Regions from separate parts of the Mus musculus genome. Here region 2 is linked to region 1. Evidence: chromatin contacts called from public HiChIP or PLAC-seq data. All regions are on one chromosome and are shown on one strand. Each heading gives the region's core, a stretch centred on a gene start, on an enhancer-like site or on the middle of the called end of the contact. The rest is flanking DNA. Distances are from core to core; before and after follow the strand shown.

Region 1 (5,486 bases), core at 860-3,359:
CTTACAACCCCCAAACTTCTCCTCCCCAACAAAACTTCTGCAACATTCTGCAGAAACCCTGTCCCCAACTCCTTGGGGGATGAAAGCAGACACCTGAATGCCCCCTGGGTCCGAGCAGAGAGCAAACACAGAGACCAGAACCCGGAAAAGGTAGTGCCCCCCCCCACCAGGTCCTCCACCCCCTCCTCATCCCCCTTCCCGCTCAGACCTTGCAGAGAAGGGAACTGACTGGCTGACTTTCAGATACACTTCCAGGAGAATGAAAGGCTCCAGGGCAAAGGAGAGGTGCACAGAGGGGCAACCCAAGGAGCTAGGACAGTCCCTAGGACATGCAGAAGGCACAACAGCACGGAACAGGTCTGGGGAGACCTTAGTATAGACATGGACTCCAAGAGGTCCAGGTGGTTGGGGGCACAAGATCTCCTAAGCAGCGACTATGCCTTGATTCAGCACAGATACTTGCTCCCACCACTGAGGTGACCAAGTGGGTATGATATTCCAGGCTCCTAAAGCCTGTACCTGCCAATACACAACTCATCAGCAACCACCCGCCCCCCGCCCCCCGCCCCCCACCCACTTCCTGACACATAGCTAATCACCTAACTCAGAGATAAGGCTGACCTCAGGTGGGCTCAGGACAAACCCCCTGGTTCCAGTCATGGGGCCTGGAGCACCCCCAACTGGTCACTTGAAGAGCCTGAAACCTGGCCGTCTTTAACTATGTGAAGCCCTTCCTCCCTCGCTCACAGCCCACCAGAGGGCTCTGCCTAAGGCTGCCTGAGAGCCCCTCAGAGGGGCGGGGGCTCCGGGCCCGGCAGAGTCAGGCCCGCCCCTCGGAAACCCAGCCCCAGACGCGCGCGGGACACCATTGTGTAAGCCTCCCTTTCCACTGGCTTTATTTACTCCGGAGGGGGACGCAGGACGAGGGGCCACGGCACCGGCAGTGGCAGTCACGAGGCCTCTGGAAAGCCCGCGCATGCAAGCCCAGGGCGGAGATGGAAGGCCCACCCTTGGAGGAAACGGCCCCCAAGTATCTTTGCACTTTGTAAACTCAGGACAAGAGGCGAAAGTGCTGTCCTTGTGTGAGCGCACAGGCCCCCTCTCTCCCAAAAGGCTCTTCTCTCTCTGATGGATAAAGGTGTCCCAGGCCTGGATCGGGGGTATTGGACATCCCACCCTGGACCCTGAGACTCGCCGGGCCGGGATCCCCTCGGGTGCATGGGGCCTGCGGGCCGATCAATTTGGCAGCCCTTGCCAGCCCCGGGACTGGGCTCAGCCCCAACCCCGGAGCTGGCGTGGGGGAGGGGAGGAGGTCCACCCTGAGGATTCGGCCTCCCACTGGATCCGAGGAGGGGAACTAACTCCCATGCTGGTGAGAGCTGAGGGCGAGCACCAAAAGAAGAAAACCCACTGGTTTCCAGGGTGGAATTGCGCTCCTGGGGTTGTTCCCAAGAAGTCAAGCCCGCCCTCGAGGAGACGACAGTCCCAGAGCAAAAACAAACAACAATAAAAAGACGAACACCCCAGAGGCAGCATGAACCTGGGATCCCCAGGGGGCGCGTGGCCCCCAACTATAGGGTCTATCATCTACAGGCCCCCTTAATGGGGCTCTCCAACTCGGCAATGCGGGGTCTGGGGCGCAGAGCCCCAGGGTGAGCAAACCGGGGTCTTGCCTCTCCCGTGCTCATCCCGTCCCGTCTCAGGCCCGCCTGGAGGTTCCTGCCCAGCTCGCCAAGCAACCGCTGGGTCGGGCACCCACCTTCAAAGTCTGAAATGATCCCGTCCAGCTGTGCGTTGACCGCGGGGTCGGACATGGTGGCTGGTGCGCAGGGAGTCCCGCGGAGACCGGGCCCTGCGCGCTCCCGCTCCCGGTGCAGAGCTGGCCGCCGGAGCCCCTCGGCCCCCACGGTCGGCTGAATGAATGGGGGAGGAAGGCGGGCGCCGGCCCCTCCCCAAGCACCCGGGCCCCCGCCCCGCCCCCGCCTCCCGGCTGGATCAGGTTCCCGTACCCCAGCCGGCCTCCGCGACTCGGCACTGGCTGTTGCGCCCGCCTGTCAAAACTGGGCCTGGAGGGGATGGAACCAGAGCTGCTTCTACAGGGACTGCAGAGTCCCAGGCACACGACCTGGGCTGCCCCCCCTTCTCCCTTCCTGGCGGGTGCCCAGGGGACCGCGACAGACACGGCCTCGGCCCCTCCCCCTCACGCCCCTCCGCGGCCAGATGTGGGCGGATGTAGAGGATGTGGAGGCCGGGCCACAGCAGCGGGCGGGCGCCGAGGGGGACAAGATTCCTCCCCTTCCCTGGGCGCAGTGCTCTTGCTGCCCGAGGTTTTATTTACGCAGCCAAAGTTCCTGAGTGCCTCCTTCGCATATAAGCACGGGGCCTGCAAGGGTTAAGCTGTAGCGCTAGGCTAGTGTGGGTCTGCAGGACCCTAGACGGTTCACTACAGAGATGAGGGTCCCGGGAGTTCTCAGCATCCACACGTCGAGGACTGCTACCCCCTTGCACCCCCGGGGGTCGCTGCTGCATCCTTTGGGTAAGTGCTACGGAAGGGATAGGGCAGGGAGAGGCGGCCCTTCTGAAGAATCGTTGCAACGCCCCTCCCCCCTTCCACTGTATGGGCTTCCTGAGTACAGAGAGTGGACCACGACCTTCCCTCCAGAAGAGAGAAACCATAGTTCCTAACATCAGAAGGAAGGAAGAAGGCTGCTCCTGGGCTCCTTCCACATCAGTGGGTACCCACAGCCTAGACTTTCTCTGTCCAAGTAGCCTTCACACTTCAGACATCCACCGGGCAAGCAGAGAAAACCACGGGGCTATACAGAAAAAACAAACACTAGTTACCAGGAAGGGTCCCCAGGGATTGGGGGGGTGGGGGGAGGCGGTGTTCACCACTTCCTGGATGAGCCAAGTCTCCTGCCCGCTGGGCACAACCTTAGACCTGGGACCTCTCTGCTCAATCAGGGCTGCATGGATTCATAGCTGGGGACAAGTCCCTGCAGAGTGGGCGAGTGACTCATCCCCTGGTCCTCAGTGTGAGTCCCTGAGCTGTCCTGGGTCTGGGTCTGCTTTCTCCCTATTCCACCATTCTCAGTGAGGGAAGAACAGTGCTGAGACCTGCAGAGGCTGGTGAGGCTGCAGAGGAGAGGAGAAGCCTGGGCTAGGTTTGGTGAGACTTTTTTTTTTAAGCTGCTGGAATAGAGTCCTTCCTATTTCAGAAAATGTGCCCCTCCCTCCCTCCCTCATGCCTCAGATGGTTTAAAAACTATTTTCAACCAAGTGAGCTTTTGGACATGGAAAGTGCAAAACCACGGCCATTTTAGATGCACCCGCACCCCCATCCTTCTGGAAGCCTTACTTCAGGAGCAGTGGGCACCCCTGATGGCTTCTGTCAGGGTCTCAGCCTGCCTGGCAGTCTGACCATCACCAGGTCACCTGCCTATCCCACATTTGGGGGATTTCAGGATCCAATCTAAGAAGCTGAGGCCCTTACCACAAAGCCCTGGGAAGATGCCGGGTCCCTGGGACAGCGTCCAACCTGAGTGGGCGTTGTTCATTGGTGTTTCTTATAAAAAGCACCTGGTACACAGAGACACACCCGAGCGATTGTTCTCCCCAGGGCAAGTGCAGATTAGCAGAGACACAGCGCATTGTTGCTCAGCCTGTATCCAGGCAGAGGAGCCAAGCACACCACAGTGTTCCAATGGAGAGCCAGGGTGCAGGCTTCAAGGAGTTCTCCCCGCCCCCGGGGACTCCATGGGACAATAGAAGTGGGTGCTGACTTCCACAGCCAGAACACCCTTGTCCATTACTCAAGCAACCAACCCAGCCCTCTGCTTCCCTTCCACACTGTAACCACTCCGCCGCCCGAAGTACCAGCCTGGGAACCTGCTAAATGCCCAGGCTCCTCCATCAGCAAAGCCAAGGCAGGTTTGGCCATCCTCCCAATAGGAAATTCACCCTTGTGTCTCTTTTCTTTCGGTCCCATGAGGACAATGGGAAACAGCAGGGTACCTCCCTTCTCACCATAATTACCTTCTGCAAACTCCAGGATAACCCAACTGCCACTTGGCTTTGAACCAGTCCCACCCACCCCCAGCCCCCTCAGCCCCTCTCATCATCCCAGCTGTCTCGGATCACATGTGGTGGCTGTGGCATTCTGGGACTTTCATTAGGTTAGGTGGTCACCCAACTCCCTCTCTATAGTCTTGGGCTCTGGCCTTGAGTTTAGCTGAAGAAAGAACTGTAGGGCTCAGAGGTCTGTAATCCATGCTTCAAGGAGAGGATGCTGTGCTCCAAGCGAAACTCTCCAGAAGGCCTGCCTGCTTGTGGGTGTGCCACGGCTCCCGTCCACCCCAAAGAGATAACATGATTACTGGATGCTCACAAGGAGGCCAGACGTAGCCTAAGGGTCTGTGCTACAGGTGGGCAGATGAGGTTCCCTGGGATCAGCATGTGTCCTGGACTCAAAGGCCAGATAACAGATAGAGAAGAAGTCAGAGACAAGCGCCCTCTGATGTCAGAAGCCGCCACCGAAGCGCAGCAGCCAGAGGCCAAAATTCAACCTAGAGCCTCAGGGGCAGGCTCTCCTCTCTGGAACCATATGGCACACATCCCTGCAGACCCTGTAACATGTGTGGCAGAGAACACCTCTATTGTGCTGTGAAGCCAGCCAATGTATGGCAGTTAGTTCAGCCAGACCTAAGCTCACGCCTGACCCATCAAGTCAAAGAGTCTTAGGATAAAGCTGTCTATGAAGCCACCTGGTGACCTGGTGACCCTGGTGAACTGGACTGGTCCGGCAGCTCACTGTCTTGGGGGAGGGGCTAAGGACCTGAGTCTAGCCGACTTGCAGAGCCAGAAATACAGTCAGACTTTTCTTTTTTCTTTTTTTTTTTCCTTTTTTTTTTTTCTTTTGAACATTGGAAGAAATGGGCTAGAAGAGGAAGCCCGTAGGTTCAGCCCTGGGGAATGGAGCATAAAAAGCCTGGGAAAGAGGGTGCAGGAAGGACTTGCGGAAACAGCCGCTTGGCTTGCACATCAGGATCCCTGACCCCTGAGCCCAGGTACAGCCTCAGCAGGAAGCGACTCAGCAGTGGGGGTGGCCTCCTCAGGGAGGCTGTGGCTCCCTGCCCAGCACTTTGAACAGGATGCTCCAGTCAGTGAGTGACAAGACCAGCCCCCTCATAATATAGTCAAGGGTAGAACCCAACGGCTCAACTCTGTGGGCCTGTATGCACGATATATACATTGTATATGCCATATATACTATATTTATGCTATATACTATATATACACCTATATGCTATATATTGTGCATATACCATACACACACACACACACACATATATATATATACTACACACATACTGTACACATTGTATATGAATTCCATACATACTATATGTGCTGTGTGCACTACTACATATATAATGTATATACCATATATGTTATATATGTCATATATACAGTATATAAACCTATGT
Region 2 (5,065 bases), core at 1,887-4,386, 580 kb before region 1:
ATCACAGATGGCTGTGTGCCACCATGTGGCCTCTGGGACCCGAACTCAGGACCTTCGGAAGAGCAGTCAGCACTCCCACCCACTGAGCCATCTCACCAGCCCCCGTCTTCCCCATTCTTTTCTCTTTTTTTTCTGTTTTTTCGAGACAGGGTTTCTCTGTGTAGCCCTGGCTGTCCTGGAACTCACTCTGTAGACCAGGCTGGCCTTGAACTCAGAAATCCGCCTGTTTCTGCCTCCCAAGTGCTGGGATTAAAGACCTGCGCCACCAGAGACACCGCCTTACCCTGTGGTGGTTTTAATGAAAGTGGCCCCATTAGCTAATAGGGAGTGGCACCACTAAGAGCTGTGGCCTTGTTGGATGAAGTGTGTCACTAGAGACAGGCTTTAATGTTTCAGAAGCTTAAGCCAGGCCCAGTGTCACTCTCTCTTCCTGCTGATATAGCTGTAGAACCCTTAGCTACCTCTCCACCACCATGATGATAATGGACTAAACCTCTAGACTGTAAGCCAGCCTCAGTTAGTTAGATGCTTTCCTTTATAGTGGCCATGGCGTCTCTTTACAACAGAAACCCTAAGACCAGGCAGTGGTGGTGACTGCCCCTAATTCCAACACTCAGGAGGCAGAGTTCAAGTTAGCCTGGTCTACAAAGTTCCAGGATAGCCAGAGCTACATAGAAAAGAAAAACAAAAACACACACAAACACACACACACACACACACACAAACAAACAAAAACCCAGTCTCAAAAACAAAACAAAAAAACCCACAAATAACAAACCAATAAAATAAATAAAAACAAACAAAAGAAATCCTAAGACATACCCAACATAAACATTTTTTTAAAATAAAATTCACTAAGCTTGTCAGCTTGAGTCCCATCCTAGGACTCTCATAGTAGAAAGACAGAAGAGACAGACAGATCCAATGTCTATAAATTGTCCCTCAACCTTCGCATGTATATTATACATACATGTACATATGCATACACACACACACACACAAGATTGTTTGAATTCCTCCAAAGACCTGCTAGAAATCATTCCACTTTACAGGAATGTTCATAAAGCTTTAGCACACGTCTACTCAGGGAACTCCGCTAACTCACACACGCCCGTGAGAGGACTTGTCCTGCATATGGTACGTCACAGCATTCAATGCAGGACTGCAGTTAGAACACAGCTTGTAAGCTCTAAAGACAGACAACATTAAGTCTTTTTTTTTTCTTTTTAAATTTTGCTTTGCATGTATGAGTGCTCTGTGTAGATGTGTCCCATGTGTGCTGAGTGTCCTCAGAAGCAAGAAGGGGGCCTCAGATCCTCCGGGACTGGAGTTGTAATTGATTGTGAGCCACCAGGTGGGTGCTGGGAACCAAACCTGGGTCTTCTGTAAAAGCAACAAGTGGTCTTAACCTCTGAGCCAGCTCTCAGCCTTTTTTTTTTTTTTAATTTTTTTTTTTTTTTTAGATTTTTAAAAAGACCTTAAAAAGTCACTAAGCTACTGATTTTTGCAGTAGATGGATTATATTTCAATAGACCTGTTTTTAATGAATCATAGTCCAGGATTATAAATTATTTCTCTGCTGGTTAAATGAACCAATTCAAGCCAGATTAGATGTTATGAAATGCAGGTTTATTGGAAAGCTGCTCCCAGGTGAATTCACTGGGCTCAAGGACTGAGGCCAGGGGAGTCACCATGGGAAGGTGAGAGAAAGAACACATGTAGAGAGAGAAGAAGAGAAGTCCAAAATGCCTGGATTATATAGGGTGGAGCCTCTGGGGGGAAGGGCTGCCCAGTTCCTGGGCTGGAAGTTCAGAGTTGGGGGCAAAGTATGCCAGGGAGGGAGTGAGGGATGCTGGGAGAGCCTGGAGTCCAGGTCTGCTTTGATATGTAGAATAAGCACCTCAGTTCCTACTCCTGGGGTCTGAAACCAAACAGGGGCCACTGAAATGGCCCAGGTGAGGATGCTTGCTGCCAAACCTGCTCACCTGAGCTCAATTCCAGGGACCAACACAATAAGAGAGAAGTTATCCCCCCAAGCTGTCTTGACACCAACATCCACCATGACACCCACATCCAAACATACACAAATAGAAATATAAATTAAGTAATAATAACATATTTAAAAATTTGGTTGGGCAGTGGTGCTGCACGCCTTTAATCCCAGCACTTGGGAGGCAGAGGCAGGCGGATTTCTGAGTTCGAGGCCAGCCTGGTCTACAGAGTGAGTTCCAGGACAGCCAAGGCTGCACAGACAAACCCTGTTTTAAAACAAAAACAAAACACAACAAAAAAACCTCAGGCAAAACCATGCATGTTGGCAACACTCAGGAAACCAAGGCAGAAATTGAGAATTCAAGACTAGTCTGAGCTGTATAACTGGAACACTTGAGCAAGAAGCATGCTCTTCTACTAAATACAAATGGTTTGTCCCAACTCCAGTTCAACCCAAAAGGCTCTCAATGGAAGGGGAACACCAGGAAACCCACCGAGAGTAGCCTGTGGGACTTACATCGGGTTGTCATCGGGTTCCCAGCCTTCCAATTCCTTAAAGCAGAAAAAACACTGGGCCAAATCAGGCTCGTTCTCGGTAGGGCAGTGGATGAAGCCAGCCTCCGCCATCTGAAAATGACAGCTCGTGAGCGGGATCAACAGTCTGACCTTATCCCATGATTCCCAGAGATCGTTCCGGGCCGAGAACTGAGGACAGTGGGAAGAGGCCCGGAGGCTAACAGTGGTTCAGGCAGAGGGTGGGGAGAGCGGGGGGGGGGGGTGGCCTCGTGGAGGACAGAGCAGAGCAAAGCAGCCTGGCTAACAGTACGAAGCGAGGGTGGGGATAGCGGGTTCTGATCCCGGGTCACACAACTAAGGCACCGTCGGGCCCAGGGTGGAGTCGCTGGAAGCTGGGACTCACTCGCTCTGGGGTGCAGGCGCAGTCCTCCAGGAAGGGCCAGTTCTTGAAGGTGGCGATGCGGTAGTTCTTGAGGTACAGCTGCCAGATCTGGGGCAGCGCCGGAGCTCCCATGATGGCGTCACCACAACCTCCGCCAAGACGACTCAAACGCAGGATTCAAATCGCGCGGGCGGAGGCGCGCCGCAGAGCATGCCGGGAGAGCCCCGGCCCCACGCCCTCGCCCGCTGCCTTCTGGGAGTGGACGGCGCGAGGCGAGCCGGGAAAGTCCCGCCCCACGCCCATCTGCGCCTGGCCTTGTGGGCGTGGCGGGCGCAGGGCATGCTGGGAGTTGTACCTTCTGCTGCGGTTCCTTCTTGCTATTCTGACTCGAATCTTCCGCAGCTGCTCCCCAGAGGACACGGAGGGTGGCCGAGGGCGGTGGACGGGCCTGGGGCACCTCTTTAAAGCATGTCCGCTGCAAGTCCCATGTGCTCTGCAGGTTCTTCCTGCCTCAAGGTTTGCAGGATTTGGCCAGCTAGATATCGGAATGGAAGTGCCTCGGACCCACCCACAGGCTGGTGGAGGGGCGCCCTTAGGAAGACAGGAGACCCTCCTCCCTGCAGCAGCCGCCATCCTTCCTATAGACACCCTGGGATGGAGGCGGGGTCTGTATGTCCCAGCGCTGGAAAAGAAAGTCAATGGGTGTCTATTTCTGAGACCATCGGCCTGGCTCAGACCAAAGGGAAGCAGCCATACACCGCAAGAGAGTCCAGGAGCAGAAGAAAAATACTGCTTCCTGGGTGTGACTGTTGGCTGCTGAGCCTGCCTTGCTGCGGGCCCGTTTTCAGTGTCTCTGTTCCTGTCGGGCGGCCTGTGGTTGCAGTGGCTTCTAAAGAGCTTCACACTGCAGACAGCAGGCTGGGCATGCCCCGAACACAGCCCAGGTTGGCGTTGCAAACGAGTGCCCTGATAATTCGGTTTCCTTTTCAATAAATCTCAGTAGGCTTCCTGCCAGTGGGCCTCCAATGAGCTCCAGGCCACCTCACAGATTGTGAGGAAGAACAGATCATACCACATAGGCAGCTGGAACAAGAGGGGTTTTGTCACGTCCCGAAGAAACATGGATCAAGTATCAATTCCTGTGGCTCCCCCCAGCTCTTCTCACCCTGCCCCTATCCTAAACCTCACCAGTCCAGCGTTTGAGCTTCTCTTCCCTGTATAGACCAGCCATTTCTACAGCTTGCTCCCTTGGTCTGAAACTTTCCACTTCTCTCTTGGTCCTCTTCCCTCTCTCATCTCTTCCTCTCCTCTCTCATGGCCCGGTTCAGATAGGACTCTTCCCTGTAGTGAGAATTTGAGTTTCTCTAAAAGCCCAGTTATGTTTTATGAATGTGTTTTTGTTTTAATCCCAGGTGTGGAGTAAGAGGTGGCTTCCCAGCAAATAATTAGGGTTTGCCTTGCGCAAGGGTGTGATTTTTGCCAACTTCAGGAGAGCGTTTATTGTTTGGAATTCTGGGAAGTCTTTAGAGGGTATAAATGCCTTGAGCCCTGAGAGAGACAGGGGTGCTCTGAAGAGGCTGCTCCTCCCCCTGCTGTTCCCCGTGCTCCCACTGCTTGCTGCTGCTCCTGCTCCCCGACCCTGCTGCTGCTCCACCTGCTGCTCCTGGTTACTGTTGTTGCAGTTTGTCAAATATTCATAAGCAGAGACAAGAAGTTGGATATTCTAATGATGAAGAAGACTGGACAGGCCCCAAGGAGCCCAGTATCCCAAATCAACAGGAAGTAGCCTAAAGAGGTCTACGCCCCTTCCCCTCTAACCTCCTTTCTTTCCTAGCATTGGGAGGTTGGAAGGGAAGCAGAAGTGTGGTAGCGCAAAAACCAAGCAACACTCCCTAGTGCTACAATAATAGGTCGTCGTTACCGTGCCCAACTGGAGTCAAAAACAAAAGGAAAAAACCCTAGTCAGGGTCTAGTGTGGCCCAGGCTAGCCTTGAATTCATAAAACAACTTCTGATCCTCCTGCCTTCATCTCCCAAATGCTGGGATTATAGGCACACACCACCATGCCTGATTTAAACACAGGGCCTCATGCATGCTAGGTCAGCACTCTGCCAAAGAGCTATCGTTCCAGCCCAGCTCAAAAGTGTGTACTTGTATGTGGGATTTGTTTCGGGG

Evidence for each region. HiChIP or PLAC-seq counts read pairs in DNA pulled down with a chosen protein or histone mark.
Region 2: a contact with region 1 is called in an H3K4me3 HiChIP or PLAC-seq map of craniofacial prominence, with 4 times the contacts expected there. The contact joins the promoter of Birc5 here to the promoter of Septin9 in region 1. A contact is called at or near these places in 1 of 39 promoter capture datasets (frontonasal cranial neural crest), 1 of 484 Hi-C or Micro-C datasets (embryonic stem cells), 18 of 115 datasets of contacts at active chromatin or transcription factors (the NIH/3T3 cell line, acute myeloid leukemia, astrocytes and 13 more) and 1 of 9 other capture datasets (embryonic stem cells).

Annotation. Positions count from the first base shown.
Region 1 is chr11:117,262,869-117,268,354 of GRCm38.p6, reverse strand. It overlaps Septin9 (septin 9), which reads right to left and starts at 2,109. Exons shown (of 11, transcript NM_001113487.1): 1 at 1,760-2,109. The coding sequence starts at 1,814. Gm39478 (a long non-coding RNA gene) reads left to right here and starts at 2,171. Exons shown (of 3, transcript XR_880325.3): 1 at 2,171-2,536.
Region 2 is chr11:117,847,308-117,852,372 of GRCm38.p6, reverse strand. Birc5 (baculoviral IAP repeat-containing 5) reads right to left here and starts at 3,136. Exons shown (of 4, transcript NM_009689.2): 1 at 2,912-3,136; 2 at 2,510-2,619. The coding sequence starts at 3,022.